Regions from separate parts of the Oryctolagus cuniculus genome. Here region 1 is linked to region 2. Evidence: chromatin contacts called from public Hi-C data. All regions are on one chromosome and are shown on one strand. The core of a region is the stretch at or near the end of the contact, and the rest is flanking DNA. Distances in the headings are between cores, read along the strand shown. Region 1 holds the start of LOC138850323. Region 2 has its middle 42 kb from the start of RABGAP1L.

Evidence for each region. A called contact is a pair of places that touch in the nucleus more often than the background predicts.
Region 1: a contact with region 2 is called in a Hi-C map of an unstated tissue, with 3 times the contacts expected there. The contact joins the promoter of LOC138850323 here to the enhancer-like site in region 2. A contact is called at or near these places in 3 of 6 Hi-C or Micro-C datasets (psoas muscle, skin fibroblasts and an unstated tissue).

Annotation. Positions count from the first base shown.
Region 1 is chr7:2,573,012-2,578,545 of mOryCun1.1, reverse strand. It overlaps LOC138850323, which reads left to right and starts at 3,919. Exons shown (of 3, transcript XM_070076750.1): 1 at 3,919-5,454. The coding sequence starts at 3,919. All of the region lies in intron 1 of RABGAP1L (RAB GTPase activating protein 1 like), which reads right to left.
Region 2 is chr7:2,472,100-2,477,453 of mOryCun1.1, reverse strand. No RefSeq gene overlaps it. Among named protein-coding and RNA genes, the nearest start is that of RABGAP1L, 42 kb to the left of the region's middle. Within about 2 kb of position 2,548, at least 1 of the 8 cell types and tissues checked has an H3K27ac peak or open chromatin away from gene starts, as enhancers often do.

The DNA.
Region 1 (5,534 bases), core at 2,670-5,169, 100 kb before region 2:
GTCTAAAATCAATGTAGCTATTTCACCATTTTTATTTTATTTTGAATGTTAGAAAAAAATTTTTAAAGATTTATTTGAAGGGCAGAATTACAGAGAAAGAGGGAGAGGGAGGGAGGGAGGGAGAGGGAGAGAGAGATCAATATTCTGTGTGCTGGTTCACTCCCCAAGTGGCTGCAATGGCCGGGGCTGGGCCAGGCCAATGCCAGGAACAAGGAACTTCATCTGGATCTCCCACATGGGTGCAGGCGTCCAGGCACTTAGGCCATCTTCCACTGCTATCCCGAGTACATTAGCAGGTAGCTGGATCAGAAATGGAGCAGCTGGGGTTCGAATCGAAGCCTCTGTGGAATGCTGCCACAGCAGAGGCTTAACCTTCTATGCCATTGTGCCAGCCCCAGAAATTTCTTTATTACTTATTAAGCACAAGCTTGGTATTGCAAAACATTTCAAATCACTCTTTCACAACCTACTCTCCCCTTGGACACCTAAATTTTTAAAGCAGTTTTAAAAAAGATTTTTTTTTAATTTGAAAGGTTGAGTTCCAGAGAAGGAGCGGCAGAGAGAGAGAGAGAGAGAGAGAGGGATTTTCCATTCTGTGGTTCGCACCTCAAATGGGTGTGATGGCTGGAGCTGGGCCAGTCTGAAGCTGGGAACCAGGGCTTCTTCCAGGTCTTCCACATGTGTGCAGGGACCCAAGGACTTGAGTCATTTTCTACTGCTTTCCCAGGCCATAGCAGAGAGCTGGATTGGAAGGGAAACCGCCAGGACTCGAACCAGCTCCCATATGGGATGCTGGATGCTGGCACTGCAGGCGGCGATTTAACCTGCTGCGCCACAGCATTGGCCCCCTTAAATTATATTTTTTTTTCTTTTTTTTTATTTGACAGAGTTATAGACAAAGAGAGAGAGAGAGAGAGAGAGAGAGAGAGAGAGAGAGGTCTTCCTTTTCTGTTGGTTCACCCTCCAATGGCGCACCGCGCTGATCCGATGGCAGGAGCCAGGTACTTATCCTGGTCTCCCAGGCCGTGCAGGGCCCAAGCACATGGGCCATCCTCCACTGCACTCCCTGGCCACAGCAGAGAGCTGGACTGGAAGAGCAGCAACTGGGACAGAATCCGGCGCCCTGACCTGGACTAGAACCCAGTGTGCCGGCGCCACAGGCAGAGGATTAGCCTACTGAGCCGCGGCGCTGGCCCTGACATTTATGTTCTTAAAACTGGATATATGAGCCGGCGCCGCGGCTCACTAGGCTAATCCTCCACCTAGCGGCGCCGGCACACCGGGTTCTAGTCCCGGTTGGGGCGCCGGATTCTGTCCCGGTTGCCCCTCTTCCAGGCCAGCTCTCTGCTGTGGCCCGGGAGTGCAGTGGAGGATGGCCCAGGTGCTTGGGCCCTGCACCCCATGGGAGACCAGGAAAAGCACCTGGCTCCTGGCTCCTGCCATCGGATCAGCGCGGTGCGCCGGCCGCAGCGCACCGGCAGCGGCGGCCATTGGAGAGTGAACCAACGGCAAAGGAAGACCTTTCTCTCTGTCTCTCTCTCTCTCACTGTCCACTCTTCCACTCTGCCTGTCAAAAAATAAAAAAAAAAAAATTAAAAAAAAAAAACTGGATATATGAAATAAATGAAATCTATTCCCTTTAAGTAAATAACTAAGATTAAAATAAATAAAAGCTATCATCTGAAATCTACCCCCCCCCCAAAAAAAAAGCTCCTTGCTGGCAGGGGGTAGGGGGCATTGTGGTGCACATAGTGCATTAAGCCATGGCTTAATATCCCACATCAAAGTGCCAGGTTCAAGTCCCGGCTACTCCTCACCTCTGATCCAGCTTCCTGCTGATGTACAGTCTGGGAGGCAGCAGGTGATGGCTCAAGTGGCTGAATCACCACCAACCACATGGGAAGACCAAGATGGAGTTCCAGGCTCCTGGCTTTGGCCTGGCCCAGCGCCAGGTGTCGCAGTCATTTGGGGAGTGAGCCAGAGAATGGAAGATCTCTGCCTCGCTTCTCTTTCTCACTTTCATTCTTTCTATTAAGTAAAAATAAGTAAATGAAATAAAATGTTCCATCTAACTAAAGCAAAATACATACTTTGTTCTAAAGTTCACAGAGAACATTCACAAAGTTAGACCAAATTCTAAACCATAAAACACCTAAATCAATATAAAAGTAAAATCATACTATGAGCTCTTCAATCACAATAGAATTAAACTAGGAATCAGAAGCGAAAAATACCTGGAAAGTTCTCACATACAAGAAACGGAAAATTAATTTTAAACAAACCATGAGTCACAATGAGACAAGAGAATTTTTAAACATTTCAAATGAAATGAACAGAATTTATCAAAACTTGTTATGTGCAGTGAAAGCACTTAGAGGGAAATTTAAAGCATTAAGTGAATATACTAAAAAAAGAAAAAAATACCTAAAATCTTTTAATACAGATATCCTTACTAACTTGGGAAATTCAGAAAAAGGAGAGTAGATAAAAGGAAACAAAAAACACAGAAATTAATGCAACTGAAAACAGGAAATTAACACAGAAAAATTTTTAAAAAGCTCATTCATTGAAATGATTTATAAATTATCAACTTCTAACCAAGCTAAACAAGAAAAAGAAGAAACACAAATTACCAATATCACAAATGAAAGAAAGGTCATCATTACCAACAGATGGACACTAAAAGAATGATAATGGAATACTACCAAAAAACTATATCCACAAATTTGGTAGCTTAGCTGAAATGGACCAGTTCTTTGAAAGATAAAAAGTGCCAACACTCACCCCAGGGAGTGTTGGATAATCTGAATAGACATGGATAATCTGAATAGTGCTCTCTCATGCTCACAATCAATCTCTCTCTCTCTCTCTCTCTCTCTCTATATATATATATATATATATACACACACACATTTTTGAAATTTTTATTTATTTATGTGAGAGGCAGAGAGATAATAAGAGCTCTCATCCATTTGTTCACTGGTGAATTCTACCAAACCTTGAAGGAGGAAATACAATCAATTTCCCATAATCTCTTCAAAAAATTAGAATGCAAAGGAGTACTTCCTAACCCCTTTCTGTGAAATGAGCATCACCTAATACTAAAACCAGACTATAAGAAAACTACAGATCACTATTTCTACTGACACAGACAGAAAAAAATCCTCATGAAAATACTACCAAATGATATCCAACAATGTATTAAAATATTTACTAGGTATTTAAGACTATCTCAACATTCAAAAAATAACCAATGTAACTAAACAAATCAACAGGCTTAAAAAATCATGATCATATTAATATAAAAATACATTTTAATGAAATCCAATACCTATTTATGATTTAAAAAAAAAAAAAACTCAGCAAACTAGCAAATGAGGGGAACTTCCTCAACTTGACATAGGCAATCTTCCCAAAAACAAACAAAAAAAACCACCTACAGCTATCATCATATTTCACTGTGAGACACTGGACTCTTTACTCCTAATGCTGAAACAAGGCAAAGATGTCCTCTCTCATCACAATGATCCATTCAGCATTATAAGAAATAAAATATAGATTAGGAAAGATTAAATCAAACTGCTTTTATCCATAGATTAGATGGTTCTTTATGTAAAAAGCCTCAAGGAACCTGCGAAAAAAAAAAAAAGTTTAAAAAGAAAACCCCCCCTAAAACTAATAAATAAACATAGTAAGGCATCAGGATACAAAGTCAATATACAAAAGTCAATGTCTTCTCTACACATAATAAACAATACTAAGTTGAAATTTATTTTTTTAAAGTGTTATTTACAATAGAGGGAAAATGAAATAAATAGGTACACATGCATACTTCAAAAGTTCATTGGAAAGAAAAATTTATTTTGGTGCACAAAAATCTGGGATGGGGCAAGAGTTGTGACAACAAGTTAAACCAACATGTGCATTGCCAGCATCCTCTATCACAGTGCATCCCCCATCACAGTGCACCCCCATCACAGTGCACCCCATCAGTCATCCCCATCACAGTGCACCCCCACACAGTCATCCCCATCACAGTCACCCCCATCACAGTCATCCCCATCACAGTCACCCCCATCACAGTCATCCCCATCACAGTCACCCCCATCACAGTCATCCCCATCACAGTCATCCCCATCACAGTCATCCCCATCACAGTGCACCCCCATCACAGTGCACCCCCATCACAGTCACCCCCATCACAGTGCACCCCCATCACAGTCACCCCCATCACAGTCGTCCCCATCACAGTCACCCCCATCACAGTCATCCCATTCACAGTGCACCCCATCAGTCATCCCCATCACAGTCATCCCCATCACAGTCATCCCCATCACAGTGATCCCTATCACAGTCATCCCCATCACAGTCATCCCCATCACAGTGCACCCCATCAGTCATCCCCATCACAGTGCACCCCCATCACAGTGCACCCCCATCACAGCCATCCCCATCACAGTCACCCCCATCACAGTCATGCCCATCACAGTCACCCCCATCACAGTGCACCCCCATCACAGTCATCCCTATCACAGTCATCCCCATCACAGTCATCCCCATCACAGTCATCCCCATCACAGTGCACCCCATCAGTCATCCCCATCACAGTGCACCCCCATCACAGTCATGCCCATCACAGTCATCCCCATCACAGTGCACCCCCATCACAGTCATCCCTATCACAGTCATCCCCATCACAGTCATCCCCATCACAGTGCACCCCATCAGTCATCCCCATCACAGTGCACCCGCATCACAGTCACCCCCATCACAGTCATGCCCATCACAGTGCACCCGCATCACAGTCACCCCCATCACAGTCATCCCCATCACAGTCATCCCCATCACAGTGCACCCCCATCACAGTCATCCCAATCACAGTGCACCCCCATCACAGTCATCCCCATCACAGTCATCCCCATCACAGTCATGCCCATCACAGTGATCACAGTGCATGCCCATCACAGTCATCCCCATCACAGTGCACCCCCATCACAGTCATCCCCATCACAGTCATCCCCATCACAGTCACCCCCATCACAGTCATCCCAATCACAGTGCACCCCCATCACAGTCATCCCCATCACAGTCACCCCCATCACAGTCATCCCAATCACAGTGCACCCCCATCACAGTCATCTCCATCAGTCATCCCCATCACAGTGCACCCCCATCACAGTCATCCCAATCACAGTCATCCCCATCACAGTGCACCCCCATCACAGTCATCCCCATCACAGTGCACCGCCATCACAGTCACCCCCATCACAGTCACCCCCATCACAGTGCACCCCCATCACAGTGCACCCCCATCACAGTCACCCCCATCACAGTCATCCCCATCACAGTCATCCCCATCACAGTGCACCCCCATCACAGTCATCCCAATCACAGTGCACCCCCATCACAGTCATCCCCATCACAGTCATCCCCATCACAGTCATGCCCATCACAGTGATCACAGTGCATGCCCATCACAGTCATCCCCATCACAGTGCACCCCATCACAGTGCACCCCCATCACAGTCATCCCC
Region 2 (5,354 bases), core at 1,299-3,798:
ATTGATGAGAAGGCTGGAAAACCAGAGTGGAAGCTAAGCCACCCACAGAACCAGCCTGAGGAGGAGGCTGGCAGGGGCGAACAGCTGTCCAGGTCGACCCTGTTCCTGGGACTGAGTGGTTTCCAGGGATTTGGAATCCTTCCATGCCAAAGCCTGGAAAGTGTTGGGCAAAGTATGATTGACAAAGTGGTCACCTCACAGCTGGCGCCACAGATGTCAATCACCAAACACAACTGGCCTTTTGGCCTCTCCTACTCTGGGAACCCAAGCTAGCAGTAACCCCTGCTGCCACTGGGTGGGCAATGAGGGCAGGAAGAAACGCTTTTGCCTGTCCCTTCAGCTTGGAGTCCGAAGTTTGGCATAGACATTTGGTTGAAAAGCCTAGGTCGTGTGCCTGCACCCTCACTGCAAGGGAGGCACAGCAGGAGGGAAGGTGACACCTCCTACTTCTGTCTGTTACGGGAGACAGCCTGCTTGCCACCAAGATTCACACGGTGAGGAACACTCCACTCACTCCAACTATCGGGGGGCTTTAGTAATAACCAATCTCCATATAGCATCCAAATTATGTTTATGTATCTTAACATTTTTAAATTCTTAGTTGTTTTCATTTTATTTGAAAAGCAGGGGGAGAGGGGAGAGGGAGATTGATCTGCTATTCGCTGATTCACTCCCCAAATGCCGACAACGGCTTGGCCTGGGCTAGACCAAAGCTGGGAGCTGGGGACTCAGTCTGGGACTCCCAGATGCGTGACAGAGACTCACTTACTTGAGCCAGCACCTGCAGGTTCCCAACACCTGCTGCCTCCCGGTAGCAGGAAACAGGAATGGAGAACAGAGCTGGGACTTGAACCCAAGCACTCCAACACGGGATGCAGACATCTCAACCAGGCTCGGCCAAATGCCAGCCCCTCAAATTATTTTTTTGTTGTTGTTGTTAAGGTTTATTTGTTTATTTGAAAGGCAGAGTTAGATAGAGAAGGAGACACAGCAGAGTGATCTTCCATCCACTGGTTCACTCTCCAGTTGGCCACAATGGCCAGGCCTGGGCCAGGAGCCAGGAGATTCATCCAGGTCTCCCACCCATGTACCTGGGCCATCTTCCTGTTTTTGTAGCTGCATTAGCAGGGAGCTGGATCTGAAGTAGAACAGCTGGGAATCGAACCAGCGCCCACATGGGATGCTGGCATTGCAGGCAGCAGCTTAACCTGCTACACCACAATGCCAGCCCCTCAACCTATTTTTAATTCTCTAATATTATTTGTTTAAGAATACCATTCATCTGGCATATAAATTATTTCTTTAAATAATTTTAAGAGTCAAATTAACAGAACTTTACAACTATAAATTATAGCTACATTTAGCTAAATTATGTATTTAGCTCATACATACTGCCATGTAGCTACATGACAGAAATAAGCCTGTACTTAAGCCGTAAAAACATAATTCTTTTGACCTCTGTTCATCATTAAGGATTTCTTCATTTCTATTATTTATTTGGAAATTTTTTTTCTCATTTGTTTTTAATCTTTCTTGAGAAGAAGAGTAGTTATACAAAGGCTATGGTGTTTGCCAACAATAAATGGATTTTAATGGAAACCTTTTATCTGGGACAAACCTTAAGGAGAGCAATAATGGACAATACGTTCTGCACAACTCGTTAGCTTTCACTCTCACATTTATTGTGGTCAAGTGATTTGTACAAAGGACTGCAAGGCAGGGTCTCTGTATATGTTTCTAAGCTGTTTATTTCTTTTGCAGAGTGACCTTGAATGAACCCACTAATATTTTTTGTTTTGCCTTCACATACTGAACTGTAAGACAGGAATTCTTATAACAAATCAAAGATAATATTTTTACTGAGAGATGATAAAGAACAAAACACTGGAACAAGAATCCTGGTTCTGGTTTTCACAATACAATTTGAGGCATCAACCATACCACTTCTCATGTGTCAGTTTCCTCAGTCTATCAAGAATAATAACACCTGCACTATCTATCTCAAATTATGCATGTGGAAACAGTTTAAAAAGTATAAAACTGAGGCCAGCACTATGGCTTAGCGGGTAAAGCCGCCACCTGCAGTGCCAGCATTCCATATGGGCACCGGTTTGAGTCCCGGCTGCTCCACTTCCCATACAAGTCTCTGCTATGGCCTGGGAAAGCAGTAGAAAATGACGGCCCAAGTCCTTGGGCCCCTGCACCCATGTGGGAGACCCAGATGAAACTCCTGGCTCTGGGCTTCAGATCAGCTCAGCTCTGGCCGTTGTGGTCATTTGGAGAGTGAACCAGAGGAATGGAAGACCTGTCTCTCTCTGGCTCTATCTCTCTCTGTAACTCTGTCTTTCAAATCCATAAAATAATTCTTTTATAAAAGAGAGAGAAAGAGAGAGAGAGATTGGCTTGACAAATGTGCTATATCTACTCTGAAATAACCAAGTGCCAAAGGACTAGGAAAGTACTCAAACACCCCTATGAAGAGGCTTCTTTGTTTCTTTGATCACTGGCCCTTTAAATAGGGTCTGGAGTATCTCATATTAACTCTCTGGAGCTGTGAATTTATAGATTAAAAACCGCTGATGCACGACAGCCATGCGATTAATCAAAACACCAGAAACACTGGCAGACGGCAAGATGCTTATTTGGGCAGCTCCGTAATTCGGGCTCTTCAGTCGGAAAAAATATCTCAAGCCTCCTCCTTTACAGAAGTTCTTTCTGTTTCTCAACTTTCAGCATCTGACCCTAAATAGAATTCCTTTCTATTTTTAAGCCCCTTTCAACAAAGCGAGAGCTGGATTTCCACCCCAGGTTTTGTCTTTCATCCGTCAACACTGCAGTTGAAGACAAACCTCAGTTCCCGTTCATCTCAAGTGGGATAAACCCTCTGACTTGTAATCACAGCTCCTCGGCATCTGGTTAGCACACGAGTTTGGTGCAGGGCAATGCTCTGAGGGGTGGTGCTGCCTGCGTCTCTGGGTGACCTTGACCATCTCTCAGATTCTTTGCCTAGAGAATGCGACATAGTTCATCAATATAGGAATGTTGTTATTAAAGAGCTATATGTACCATAGTTAATTAGAAAACTAATGATCTGTCTTAACCCAAGAAGGTCCGCCACATTTTTTGGTTTGTCTGTCTTAATCTGCTTATGCTACTATAACAGATTATCACAGACTGGGTAACTTATAAACAAGAGAAATTTATTTTTTCGTAATTCTGGAGGCCAGAAATTTCCATATCAAAGCACCAGCAGGTTCACCCTTAGGTCAATCTGTGCTTCCAAGATGGCGCATTGAGTGCTGCATCCTCCGAAGGAGAGTGCGCCCTCACATGGCAGAAGGCGGAAGTGCTCAGAGGTGAACTCCCTCTGCTAAGTTCATGGTTCAATGACCTCACACAGGCCCCATGTCCCAACACGGTCCGTTGGAAGGGACATGTTCAGACCACATGGTTCTTGATTGGGAGGCAAGCTTTGATTCATGGCGTTGAAAAGAGATTTATTTCTAAAGTGAAATATGCCACGCCATGGGGCTGGCGCTGTGGCATAGCAGGTAAAGCCACCACCTGCAGTGCCAGGCATCCCATATGGGCACTGGTTCTAGTCCCAGCTGCTCCACTTCCGATCCAGCTCTCTGCTATGGCCTGGGAAAGCAGTAGAAGATGGCCCAAGTCCTTGGGTCCCTGCACCCGCATGGGAGACCCGGAAGAAGCTCCTGGCTCCTGGCTTCAAATTGGGGCAGCTCTGGCCATTGTGGGCAATTGGGGATTGAACCAGCAGATGGAAGACCTTTCTCTCTCTCTCTGCCTCTCCTCTCTGTGTAACTCTGACTTTCAAATAAATATATAAATCTTTTTTTTTTTTAAGAAATAATCCCTGCGTGCAAGGATTTTACAGAACGCCTTGCACCTTCTGATACATTTTAAAGGACTAGATGAAAAGAAAGCCAAGATTCCTAGCCATGCACACAGCATGATTTTTAAAAATTACAAAAGTTGCAGTGACTTTAACAGTGTCTCTGAAATACTGCGATTGTCAATTAACTTTTTGTTTTCATTTTTTAAAGGATGTATTTATTTGAAAGGCAGAGTTAGACGGAGAGACAGAGAGACAGTGAGATCTTCCATCCGCCAGTTTACTCCCCAAATGGCCACAGCAGCCGGAGCTGAGCTGATCCGAAGCCAGAGTTAAGAGCTTCTTCCAGGTTTCCCACGTGGGTGCAGGGCCCAAGCCCTTGGGCCACCTCCCGCTGCTTTCCCAGGTCATCAGCAGGGAGCAAGATCAGAGGTGGAGCAGCCGGGACACGAACTGGTGCCCATATGGGACATCGGCTCTGCAGGTGGATGCTTAACCCACTATGCCACAGTGCCGCCCCCTCTGTTTTCATTTTTTAGAAGTCAACAACTGGGGCTGGTGCTGTGGCTCAGCAGGTTAAAGCCCTGGCCTGAAGTGCCGGCATCCCATATGGGCACCAGTTCATGTCCTAGCTTCTCCTCTTCCAATCCAGCTCTCTGCTGTGGCCTGGGAAAGCAGTAGATGATGGCCCAAGTCCTTAGGTCCCTGCACCCGCATGGGAGACCCGGAAGAAGCTCCTGGCTCCTGGCTTCAGATCAGCTCAGCTCTGGCCATTGCGGCCATCTGGGGAGTGAATCAGCAGATGGAAGACCTCTATCTCTGTCTCTACCTCTCTCTCTAAGTCTGTCTTTCAAATAAATAAAATAAATCTTTAAAAAAAAAAGTCAACAACTTTTATGAGCTATGTTAAAAGGAGAAACAGTCCTCAGTCTTTCTAACGAAAGGCAGCTGCTTTCAACTCCCAGTGCTTCGTCTCATGCTCCATGCTTGCAGTGCTATTTCGTCTTTCAGTTGTAGGTGTTCACCGCCATCTTTCCTTCCCCAGCCCCTCCCCAGCCCTGCAATTACACACGTGCATACACAAGTAGCTATGATTCTTAACCTCACAATATGGAGATATAACTTGGGTGAGCTAAATATATAGTGTTTATATTATCATAACTATATCTACTTTCAGAAAAGTGATGTAGTCAGCTATGATAATTTTCCTCTCCTACAAAATGTTTGTTTCCCCTAGAATTAATTATTTGTGGGGCCGGCACTGTGGTGTAGCAGATTAAAGCCCTGGCCTGCAGTGCCAGCATCCCATTTGGGAGCCAGTTCTAGTCTCAGCTGTTCCACTTCCGATCCAGCTCTCCGCTAAGGCCTGGGAAAGCAGTAGAAGATAGCCCAAGTCCCTAGGTCCCTGTACCCGCATGGGAGACCCGGAAGAAGCTCCTGGCTCCGGGCTTCAGATCAGGGCAACTCTGGCCATTGCGGGCAATTGGGGAGTGAACCAGTG